Regions from separate parts of the Mus musculus genome. Here regions 1 and 2 are each linked to region 3. The links are chromatin contacts, called in public HiChIP or PLAC-seq and promoter capture Hi-C maps. All regions are on one chromosome and are shown on one strand. The core of a region is the stretch at or near the end of the contact, and the rest is flanking DNA. Distances in the headings are between cores, read along the strand shown. Region 1 holds the start of Mmp16 (matrix metallopeptidase 16). Region 2 holds the start of Pip4p2 (phosphatidylinositol-4,5-bisphosphate 4-phosphatase 2). Region 3 holds the start of Nbn (nibrin).

Region 1 (3,820 bases), core at 732-3,231, 1.9 Mb after region 3:
CACTCTAATACCTTGAAAGATTCTCTCATGAACTTACAGTTCTAGGATTTTCTTTCAGCTTGACCAGAGGCAAGCAAGTCCCAACAATATATACAAGATCATAGATATTGTGAAAATTCAATGAAATACTATGATGGGAAATATTAAGCAAATTTAACTGGTTCCAGTATGTGGCCTAGCTTCTTAATATGTCTTCACCACCCAAATAAACACACACACACACACACACACACACACACACAAATATTCACACACACACACACACACACACACACACACACACACACACACACACACACACACACACTCACACACTCACACACACATACACACCATGGCAGATTGTTAGAAAGGGCTCCCTGAGCTCAACTCAAGATGCTGGGTACATGCTCCACAGGTTTTAGCAAAGCAGTAACAAGAAACTTCTAGTCTTCAGCCCCTCCTCCACTCTCCAAATTTCATATACAAATTATTACTGTTGAATGCAATGTTTGGAAAGCTATTTTTTTCCCAACATTTTCCATCTGTTTACTAAATGTGACCTCCTGTGTTCTACTTCTTGCTTTACTGACTGACCATGAAATACATCTTGTCAGTTCTCTTTCCCATTTTGCCTAGGCAGCTGTCAGGTACCTGGAACAATGCTGGCCTTTGCTTTGGCTGCTTTTCCCTCCTGTGGGCTCCTCTCTTCCCCTCTACTGGCTGCCAAGGAGAAGCACATTTATTGGCCAGGCCCCCAGACAGATGCCTGCCCTACTCCCTTCCCCCTTTCTCTCCAGCCAGAAGTCACCTGCCAAGGGCTGGTGTTTGCTGCCTCCCCTGTCCACCTCCTCACACTGCTTCTGTTCAGCTCCATTTTTGCACCCTCTTCTGAAGTTCTCTGGTTTTGTTTGCCAGCCTGGCATACCAGCAGTCTCCAGCTAGCTCCTGCAGTTCTCTGGGCTCTGGATTCCCTTCAGACCCCCAGGCCTCTCTAATTTGCCCCCAGCATGCTGCCCATGTCAGCTGTTCACATTCATAATCCCCATTACCACCTTTGAGGTGGTGAGTGCTCCCACTTTCCTCAGCTTCTATCCATGTTCTACTGCTGTCTTCTCTCCAGTGACTCAACCTTTTTTCTCAGATGTAGTAAAGACCACATCTTTGGAACCCCTGCATTTTGATGAGTGTTTACCACTCATTTGATGAGGGTAGTTTCATTCTGGCTTTGACTGGTCTCCTACCAAAAACCTGTGCCTATTTCCTGAGCCTATAATGTTTCTGTATAATGTTTCTCCTGGGAGACAGGAGGCCACAGACTTAAGGGACCCTAACAAAGTTTTTGATGGCAGAAATTTGCCATCTCGGTCTTACAAACTTGGTGAGTCTGGATAACTGACCCAGACTACCAAGCACCACACAGGAACCTGGGTGTACTCCTGATTTCCAGCACTAGGGATCTTTTTGAACATCTTTAACTAAGATGCTGAATACCCTTCAGGACCAGGCCCAGACTGCTCCTCAGCTTCCACACGGGTCCACAGCCCAAGCCCCACCCAAGTTCTGGTTGGGGAGGGGCGCACTTGTTTTTAGATGCCTGGGCAAGGGGCAAGAGAGGTGTAGCAAGAATCGATTTTCTCTAGTGCTAGGTACCAGACATCTAGATGAGGGACAGGTAATAGGGAAAAAGAAGAGTTCGTCACGAACTAGGGCCTTTCGCAAGGGCCCGGTACCCAATCCAGTGTACCAGTATCTAAAAGGCATCCTTGAGTCTTCTCCTTTAAGAAGCGCGCCTGCGTGTGTTTCGGGTGAGTGAGTATGTGTGTGTGTGTGTGTGTGTGTGTGTGTGTGTGTGTGTGTGTGTGTGTGTGTGTGTGTATGGCCGAGCGCGTGCGCGCGCGTGTGTGGTTTGAGTGTGTGTGCGCGCGGGGCCCCCAAGATCCCCGCAGACCCCGGGAAGGAGGAGTTATGTAGATTACCGATGAACATTCTGGAGGGGAGCAGAGAGGAGGGAAGGAGCAGTGGAGGCAGTGAGCTGGGAGCGGCTGAGGCCCTTCCCGCAGAAACTGGGGGCACCGGCGGCGTAGGAGGTGGAGAAGGCGGAGGACGCACGGGCTGGAGGCGGCGGCTGCGACTCGGCGGCGCTGGGAATCGGAACCGCGGGTGAACTTGGGCGCCACGTTCCGGGCGACGGCCGGGTGAGGATGGTGAACACTTGCCGCCGCTGACCCTGCCTTTCCTCTGTTTCTCCCCGGCTGCCGAGCCTGGCGCCCATCCCCATCCCTGGACGGGTGGGTGAACCTGCAAGCTTTTACCCACCCCAGGACTGGATTTTTTTTTTTTTTCTTTTTAAAAGGAAACAGGGAGTGGACATTCGGAAAGAGGGAGAAAACGCAGGGGAGCTCGTCCATCCGTTGAGGCACAGTTCACTATGATCTTACTCGCATTCAGCTCTGGAAGAAGGTTGGATTTCGTGCATCGTTCGGGTGTGTTTTTCTTGCAAACCTTGCTTTGGATTTTATGTGCTACAGTCTGCGGAACGGAGCAGTATTTCAATGTGGAGGTAAGAGTACCATGCTTCCATCCTCTTGCTCGGCTGCTCCCTGGAACCTTTCCTTCACTTCTTGGATCCTTGAGGCTCAAAGCACATTGTTTCTCTTTCCAGTCAGCAACCAAAACCCTTGTTGAGTTTGCCAGGGTTCTAAGTGATGGATGCCTGGAGACCAACAATCCGTTATCCCCAGCTGCACAAAGCACCATGCTGCACGCTCAGAGACACATTGTAGCAGACCGGTGCTGCTTAGCCAGGAAAGAGGCAAAGCTCTATGTAGAGCAAATGTGTAGTTTTATAAGAAAGCTTGAGTTTATGCTGCATACATAGCTAGGGAAACCACATTGATGGTTGGCATCATGTGCCTGGGTATTGTTCCTGCAATATTTCTCCTTGTGGTCTGTGTCTAACAAAGGGAGGTAAAAATCAAAGAATCCAAGGAGAGTATGGGAATACTTGATATGCTTAATAACATCACTTTGTGATAAAACACTCAAGCAGACAGTGTCTTTCTATTAGACCTAACTTAATACGCTGTAACTAGATCTAACTGTACAGAGCACATGAAATCTATCTCCTCTAAGAGCCTACTCTCTCTCTCTCTTCCCAAGAGACTGGAAATAAATGTGGCCCCTTCTAATAGTTTGGAGTTGTGTTTTAAATTTGATTTCACACTGACATGACAAAGCCTAGACATCTTTGGTTGCCATTTGTTTTCCTGTGGTGCCTTTGGGAGCATATAGCAACAGCAGTGGGCAACTTAAGGAGAAGGACTTGTCAGACCTTCGTGAAAGTGCTCTTCCTGTCATCAACTGAGCTCTAAAGCTGGTCATGTGCAGTGAGTCGAGAAAAGCTGTGCACACCTGGGCTTTTTGTTGCACAGTTCCTTACACTAAAATTGCACTTAAGGTGGGGGGTGTGGGAGGGTCTGGGTAACACAAACTTCCCGTAGTTATCACAGCTTTATATATCTCAAAAAGAATTACCAGTGAATTAGCACCGATTGGTGTGGTTCTTTGCGGTTGCAAAGAACTGGCTCTTGTTCCTATTGTGTTAGGAGCTCCTGTTTACACAATAGTTGGACCTGTTGCACACGGTTTGAACATGCTTCATGGAACCAATTTATAAGCAAAGTGTTCATAATAAGTGCCAGGTGTGGAGGTAGAGTCTTCTATGGACTGTACTTTGGACTCCATATAACGGGGCAGAAGCAACGTATTTGAAAAAGTAAAAGCCAACATCACAGGAATTAAGGAAGTTTGCAGATGTTAAGTAGGGATATGTTTTAAA
Region 2 (4,258 bases), core at 990-3,489, 1.1 Mb before region 3:
AAAAAGGGGCTATGAATCTGAAAGGGAATGGAGGAGTGTGTGGGAGGACTTGAAGGAGGAAAGAAAAGGGGGAATGAGGTAATCAAAAATTTAAAAAGGACTCTCCCCAAAAGATCTTTGTCTTCTGACTTCATCTGTCAATTGGAGATAGACAGTAGGAGGATAATGCAACTGTAAATATACTGTTAAAATGGAGTAGGGGGTGGCATGACAGAACATGAGCTCTACTGTCAACTTTGCCTCACTACAAACAAACACAGGAGGCAAATACCTTATTTAGCTCATTCCGGCAATTCAAGTACAAGGTAGAAGTTGTCCTCTGATGAGCGCTTCAGATGGCAAAGAGAAAATCAACGGTGGGAGTAACTCGGCCTCTCATCACAGAGCAAGCAAAGTGTGGAGACGTATGGGATACAAGACAGCAACGCATTTTCTTTTAAGGGTGTACACCTTTGATCACCCAAAGGCTCTTCCTCTTAACCTTTGACAACCCCTCCCAGTACTGTTTCTGCGGGGAACCAGTCTTTTACATACAAGCCTTTGCAGGACAATCCAAAACATGACTAGGGTAAAAGCAGGGTTCTGTGAATTGGTTTTGTAATTTTCTTCAACTCAGCGATCTTTACTGTGAGGTACTGGTACTCATTCTTCAACGGATAAGCTCTTTTTTTTTTTTTTTTTTTTTTTTTTTTTGCTGGGAGTGACACATCGTGAGTTTTCAAACCCCAGTCTACTGGAGACCCATCTAAGTTCTCATAGGGGTCACACCATAATAAGATCTTTATATTGCATTGTATCTTCCTGTTATTGGCCGCCCAAAGATGCTACATGAAAGAAAACATTGTTCTTTACCTTCCCTTAGGGTTTCCAGTTGGTACTTTATAGATTCAGGAAGAAAGAGTATGTCTTCAGAGAGCAACTTGAGGATCCTAAATGTGATTTGAGTAGTTTCGAATGTCTGCTGTTTATACGGACTGAAATGTAAGGGGCAACTCCCAATCTCCGGTACAGCTATTTCACTGTGGGACTTTTCAGCCACCTTGAGCATGGAGACCACACCCTAGATACTTGGGGACACCTGGAAGGTGAGTAAATAATTCTTCCGAAGTCACTCAGAAGAACCTCAGCAGGAAAGCTATTATTCTGATTGCATTTTTATTTGGATGTGTTCTAAACTTTGGTTTGTTTCTGTTGTTTTTTTAAAAAATGTAAATCGCATTGGAATCAAATGACAAAACATCAAAAAAGGGTAACAAAAATGTAAATAGAAAATAAGACAATAAGTCTGTTGAGTATTTAAAAACATTTATTAAAAAAACTGTGTGTGTGAGTGTGTGTGTTGATGTAGGCCTGATGAAGGTATTGGATTCCTTTTACTAGAGTTACAGGTGGTTTGTGAGCCACGAAATGTGGGTGCTGAGAACTGGCTTTTGTGACCTAAGCAAGATCAGTGAGCACCTTAATCAGTGTGCTAGCTCTTCAGTACAATGACCTTTTTTTAAAAAAAGAAAAATCTTTTGTAGGAAAAAGGTTTAATTTTTACATTATACAAAAAAGCCCCATTATTCTACAAAAACTAAAATGACAGTCTATTTTGTAAAACGGAAGTTGTAAAAGTTAACACTTATGCTTAAAGTGCCAAAAATCAAATGTCAGCACTCTTATTCCTAAAAAAAAAAATCAAGGAAAAGAGGAAAGCCTAATGCGCAGGCACCAACATTTCTCAGACAACAGATTCTCAGCTATGGTTCATAACAAAGAAGAAACCTCTCCGAAGAAAATGATAACCCAAGAAATAAGTTTTCTTCACCCAGCTGCAAAGTTTACCAGACAAGTTAGACTCTCCTACTTCCTGGAGGAGCTGAACTTGATTGCTCTGGTTTTGCCCGTAATCCAGTACAGGCCTTTCAGTGCCTCTCAAAGCTGCTCTTTATCCTCGGTTCCCTTAGTTTAAAAGATTCCTCACCCTCTCTTTCCCTTTGCCCCTCCTCTTGCTTACTTGATCTCTTCCCCTCCCCCACTTCCTAATCAGTCCTCCCGTCTCCCCTTTTCTCAGACTGGCTGGCTTTCCCTCCACACTTCTTCCCTCCCTCCTCCTTCTCCTCCTCCTCCTCCTCCTCCTCCCGGGCTCTTTCTTTCCTCTCCAGTCCCCTCCCCCAGCATGCCTCCCGGCGTGCTTCCCTTCCCCCGGCCTCGCGGTCCCGCACCCTCCCCTCCCCCGCCTCCTGCCTTGTGACACATCCTGGGCCCTCCCGGAGGCCGTAGCGGCGGCGCGGCGGCATTGCTGGCCACCACCTCCTCCCTAGCCGCAGCCCAGCTCAACCCGCGGCCCGCCGCGCTGTCGCTGCAGTCATGGCTGCTGACGGGGTGGACGAACGTTCGCCTCTGCTGTCAGCATCCCATTCGGGAAATGTCACTCCCACAGCCCCGCCGTACTTGCAGGAAAGCAGCCCCAGAGGTAAGGCCGGCATAGACCTTTCTGCTTCTCGCAGAAACGTCTGGAAGGATGGAAGGATGAATGCCGGGGAGCTCTAGCGCGGAGGCGGAGGAGAGCTTCTCCCTTGGGCTGGGGGAAAAGGATGCCTTCCCAGGCTCTGCCTGCCTACCCGAAAGCCTGTCTGCAGGGCTTCGCTGCTGCTGCTTGTGGTGTGGAGTGTGTGCTTGAACACTTCCTTCCCAGCTTCAGGATCGGACATGAATTTTCCCAAGCTCCGAGCTGCTGTTTCCAAAGCAGCCCCTAAGTGCAGCTGGGCGGTGGTGCAGATCCTTCAGTCATTCACAAGTGCTTTCGGTTGCTGAAAAACACGGGGCACTGCTCACCCTGGCATCTGCCCTTGAGAGGACTTCAGCAGGAAACATCTTAGTCCCTTACACTCGGCCCCGGAGTGCAAGCAGGGAACTGCCTAACCAGAAGCAACAGAGTTTATCCCTAATATGTCCGAAATTCCTAAGCTACGGGCATTGCTGCCTGTAAGGAGTGTGTTTCATAGCTTCAGTGGTGAATGAAGAGCCTTCCGTTAGGAAGGAGGAATTTTTTAAATGCATGTCTGGGTGAGGTTGAAATTAACTTCTAAAAAGTTCCCCAAGTTTATACCGTATATATTTTTAGTTTTGTTTTTCAGTGTAGAATTAAAAAGGGATTTGGAGAAATGGTGTGGTGAAGGAGAAGTCTCTTTACCAAAGGATTCGATTTATTCAAGCACTGTCTTTGTTCAAAGTCTTTGGGAGTGTTTACTACGGTAGTCTGGAAGGCAAGCCTTACAGAGATCATTAAATATGGCACGTGCAAGCGTACCTTACTTCATCTTGCTCTTTTGGCTGGATGTGAATGAAGTTTAAAACCCAAGGAGGCCAAAGTTAATAGTGTTTTGGGAATATAAGCAGGTCACGTGTCTTGTAACACAACTTCTAAGTTCATGTCTGAAATGGGGCAGGGGGGGGCGCGGGGGGGGGCGGGAAACACTACAACAGGTTGAAGTTGTCTGGCATTTAACATTTCTTTTTAACATTTTATAACTTGAAAATCAACATTCTGGGTCTCAATCTATAAACAGAAGCAGAACAAAGGAAAACTGTGGTTAGCTGGGAGTAATTCAGAGTGATTGACAGCCTGAGAGGAAAGGGGCAAAGTCCAAGGGAACTGACACACAGAAAACGTACAAGTGACCCTTGTTGGCCAGAAGTCGGGGGATTTCCCTTACTGGCCATTTGATATTAATATTGTACTATCTAATCCTTAGTCACAGGTTCCTGAATGAGTGTTTCAGTTTTATTAATTTTTGTCTATGGAATAAAATTGATGATTTATTAAGGGACTGAGTTTGGACTGAAGTAATGGAAATACCTTTTCCTTATTTTAGTCAATCTGTGTTTAGGACAAACACACACACACACACACACATATATATATGTATATATATATATGGACCTGCATAGACTTCATTGTTCTCTATAGATTTCCTTAATTTGATCAGATTCCTCAAACTACAAAGAGAGTGGCATTTCCAATCAAGCACTGAAAAGAAGTCATTTTACTCTAAAGATCTCTTAACTTAAAGATCTTTTAACTCCTTTGGCCTAAGAGTACAATAATTTTTTTTTTGGAAACGATGGAGATATTTAAAACACTAATATATGGGATAACATCTATGAAGGAAGAAACGTAAATGAGAAGCAAAGTCATTTTTTTTAAGATTTATTTATTTATTATATGTAAGTACACTGTAGCTGTCTTCAGACACTCCAGAAGAGGGCGTCA
Region 3 (3,780 bases), core at 72-2,571:
TTTCCAGATTCTAGCAAACACAGACCAAAAATACTATTTTAAAAGTATTTCTGCAGAACATGTATAGATTATTTTTCTTTAAACAATAGAACCAGACAACTGTTTAAATATCACTTACATTTTCCTATATATCACATGTAATCTAACAGTTAATTACAACTATGTGGGAAGATTTCTGTGCTGACAATCAAAACAATGATGCATTCATGCTCTGTAAGAGCTCATCTACTCTGCTTGTAGCTGTTTCAGCTCCATACTTTAGCTTCCCAGATCCTTTGATGTCTCTTGCTGTGTTTCTGTAACTCTATTGCAGTCATTCTTTTTTTTTTTTTTGGATAGGATTTCTCTGTGTAGACCAGGGTGGCCTTGAACTCAGAGACTCACCTGCCTCTGCCTTCCGAATGCTGGGATTAAAGGTGTGCATCACCACACCCAGAAGTTGAAGTCATTCTTTAATGGACACACACCCTTAATGTATGATTTATTAATATTACAACTGGATTAAAAAACCCATTTGTCAGTGCTGGAGAAATGGCTCAGTGGTGAAGAGCATTAACTGCTCTTCTAAAGGTCCTGAGTTCAATTCCCAGCAACCACATGGCGGCTCACAACCATCTGTAATGGGATTCGATGCCCTCTTCTGGTGTGGCTGAAGACAGCTACAGTGTACTCATATACATAAAATAAATACATAATTAAAAGTGGGGGGAGATGGATGGCTCAGCGGTTAAGAGCACTGACAGCTCTTCCAGAGGTCATGAGTTCAAATCCCAGCAACCACATGGTGGCTCATAACCATCTGTTATGTCCTCTTCTTAAGTGTCTGAAGACAGCTACAGTGTACTTACATATAATAAATAAATAAATCTTTAAAAAAAAACTGTTTGCCAGTGGTCAACTATTAAGGGAAATTGGGACTACTTGGCAAAAAGCTTGTGGACTTATTGTTATTCAGTAAATCCTGACATTGTATAAAGATGTAAACATGGTTCTGGTATAATACACTCAGGATACAGTGGAAAAGATTAAACATATTTTGACATGAAATCTTCATCTTGACTGATACTACACATGATGTAACTTTTGAAAATACAGAAAATAATACACTCAACAGCACTTTGATACATCTAGTTTAAAATCCACATTACTTCCGAGCTTTTTAAACATCACAGTTCATTGATTAAAGCGTCCAGTTCGGTCCATCACATTCCTGCCAGGACGCTTTCCGCGCTGCACTGCTGCATCTTCAGCACTAGGTGGCGCCCCCGTCAGCGGCGCGCTCTGGCCGGTTCCCGCCTTTCCGAAGAACTTGTCAGAGTCCTGGGAACGCGCACGTCCCGGAGCCCGCGCCGGTGCAGCCCGGTGACCGCGCAGGCTGGGCAGCTGCGGTTGGCGTCGCACGTCGCGGGGTTCTGAGACGCCGGCCCCATGTGGAAGCTGCTCCCGGCCGCCGGTGCGGCTCCAGGTAGGCGCGTTAAGGAGGCGGCGGGGAGTTCTTTCCCGGGAGCGGCCGCGGGGCGGTGGGGGCTGGGAAGCAGTAGAGCGCGCCTGCGCTTCCGGTCCGTCCTTCTCGCCTTCCGGCGGACGCCTAGGCGGCCGGGGCTGACTGGACACGGAAGCTGGGTGGTGGGAACCGGGATGGCAGCCCACCGTACTTCGGGCGTTGGGGTGTGCGTGCCCAGGTTAGACCGGCTCCAGCTAGGCTGCGAACCGAGGGGAAGAACCACGCGGAGTTGCCCAGGCGCCCAGCCAAGGCTGGGGACGCACGCAGACCGGAGCGTAGTTAGGAGAAATCACGCGACACCACGGGGCCGCTTTAAAGTTTTCAGAATTTCCCCTCGGGGAAGAGTCCTCCGCCCACACATTTTTTTACGCAGTGAAAGTTATCACGTGTTAAGTGGTTGTCTCCTTATTTAGTCACTGGTGATGGGAGATTATGCACTTGCCTGCGACTCTATCTTGTTTGCGGGGAACTTTAAGAAGATGCAGTTTACTAACAGTATAAGGGGAAGGATAAAGTCTGAAAGATTATCTATGTGGGTTGGGGCACTGCAAGGATAGAACGCAACTTAGAGGACTCTGAATAATTAGCCTTGAGCCTAGCTAAGTCTATGAGTGTCTGTAAAATAGAAATTTTCTAGAGGTGGTGGCGCAGGCATCCCAGCACTTGGGAGGTGGAGGAAGGAGGATCCGGAGTTAAAAGTTATCAACTACCTAAGTTTGAAGCCTGCGAGCTACATGAGCGCCTCTCATGTGCTTTTAGGCTGTAGTTCAGTACTCACCTGGGTAGCACTTTATTAACATGATAGCAGAATAAAATATGCTTCTAGAACCAATATCAGAGATGCATTTCGGAATCAGACGCTAAGGGATTAGTTTTCAAGTAAGGTGGTTACAGTAGAAACTCACAGAATATTTATGTATCTACCTTGAAACCGTTCAAGTTCCTCTCTGCTAAACTGAGTGTGATAGTTCCTGCCTGTAATCCCAGCTCCTGAGAAGCCGAGGCTGGTGGACGTTGAGTTTGAGGACAGCTTAGTTAGGCAGCGTAGTGAGACTTCCTCTCAAAAATGAAATAAAGCAAACAGAAATCTCATTGACAGTACTTAACTCAAACGGTTCAGAAGGATGCCAGGGATCTGCTGGACTCTTCCTGTTTGTCTAATTGTGATAATTACTCTTCCAAGTGTAATAGAAGCCCATGTCTCCAAATTCCGCAGGTCACCCACATGTCTGCTATTACTCCACCAGTTGCTGATTTACAACTTTATTTTAGCGTTTTATTGATTCTTTGGGAGTTTCATACCATGCACTTCAACAGCTCATCTCCTCATCCCTCCATATCCACCCTCCACCCTCTGCCCTTGCAACCTTCCCCTCACAAAAGAAAACAAAACAAAATCTCACCCTGAAAACTTCAGTGTGTCATGTAGTATATATACCCTCTTGGCCGAACAGCTTTCCTTGCAAATGTTCATTGCTATGAGTTGGTCTGGTTTGAGTCCTCTGTCTCCTGCTATACTATCAATACTGGATCTTCTTGGATATCCGGTTGTTGCCCTTTGCTGTGGAGGTCTTGCATCTTTGGATCTAGAGGACCAGCTTGTTCCTGAGCGCCAACAGCTCATCAATGGGGTAGATGTTGAGGTAAACCAACTCAAAGCACTGGATCTGGCCTGGATTGTAGCTGAGTTGGTCAGCCTGACAGCTCCAAAGTGCCATAGGTGCTGAGGGGTGGAGCCAGCTCTGCACAGCCCTTGGCATGGCATCAGCATGGCCCTAGCTGGCAGCCTAGACCAGGGATGACCACATGACCTTTGGTGGTAACATGGTCCATGCAAATCAACACAGGTCCCCACTGCTGCAGGGCCATGGACCCAGGCATGGCTTTAGGTGGTGTAGTGGGCTACTCACATCAGGCCATTCTCCACTACTTTCCAGTCTCCAGTTCCACCTTTCTTCATTGTACCATATTCTTCTCTTTTTCTTTCTCTCCATCTCTCCATCACTTACTTGTTCATCTTACTTGCACCTGGGCCTCTGGGTGTCTTCTTAATGGTGCCTGGTAGAGGTCATCTGTGAAGTGCTCCTTCCCACCAGTGCATCTTTGCACTGGGTAGGAGGCTTGTAACAACTTTTTTTTTTAATTAGTAATTTTCTCACTGATGTAAAATGCAACTGTTAATAGTAAAACAAAAGTCTTCCTAAGGTATAGTTGCATCTAATCTGATCTTAATTGTATTAATTTAGAGTTTTTGTTTTTTTTTTCTGATCCATTGA

What was found. Promoter capture Hi-C pulls out the DNA fragments that hold promoters and counts their contacts. HiChIP or PLAC-seq counts read pairs in DNA pulled down with a chosen protein or histone mark.
Region 1: a promoter capture Hi-C map of cranial neural crest shows a contact between it and region 3. The contact joins the promoter of Mmp16 here to the promoter of Nbn in region 3. A contact is called at or near these places in 2 of 39 promoter capture datasets (cranial neural crest and hippocampal neurons) and 1 of 115 datasets of contacts at active chromatin or transcription factors (astrocytes).
Region 2: an H3K27ac HiChIP or PLAC-seq map of extraembryonic endoderm stem cells shows a contact between it and region 3, with 6 times the contacts expected there. The contact joins the promoter of Pip4p2 here to the promoter of Nbn in region 3. A contact is called at or near these places in 8 of 39 promoter capture datasets (the 3T3-L1 cell line, the C10 cell line, frontonasal cranial neural crest and 3 more) and 5 of 115 datasets of contacts at active chromatin or transcription factors (astrocytes, extraembryonic endoderm stem cells, pancreatic cancer cells and 2 more).

Annotation. Positions count from the first base shown.
Region 1 is chr4:17,851,311-17,855,130 of GRCm38.p6, forward strand. Mmp16 (matrix metallopeptidase 16) reads left to right here and starts at 1,982. Exons shown (of 11, transcript NM_001379519.1): 1 at 1,982-2,177; 2 at 2,336-2,542. The coding sequence starts at 2,411.
Region 2 is chr4:14,861,980-14,866,237 of GRCm38.p6, forward strand. Pip4p2 (phosphatidylinositol-4,5-bisphosphate 4-phosphatase 2) reads left to right here and starts at 2,240. Exons shown (of 7, transcript NM_028264.4): 1 at 2,240-2,458. The coding sequence starts at 2,353.
Region 3 is chr4:15,956,646-15,960,425 of GRCm38.p6, forward strand. Nbn (nibrin) reads left to right here and starts at 1,322. Exons shown (of 16, transcript NM_013752.3): 1 at 1,322-1,465. The coding sequence starts at 1,429.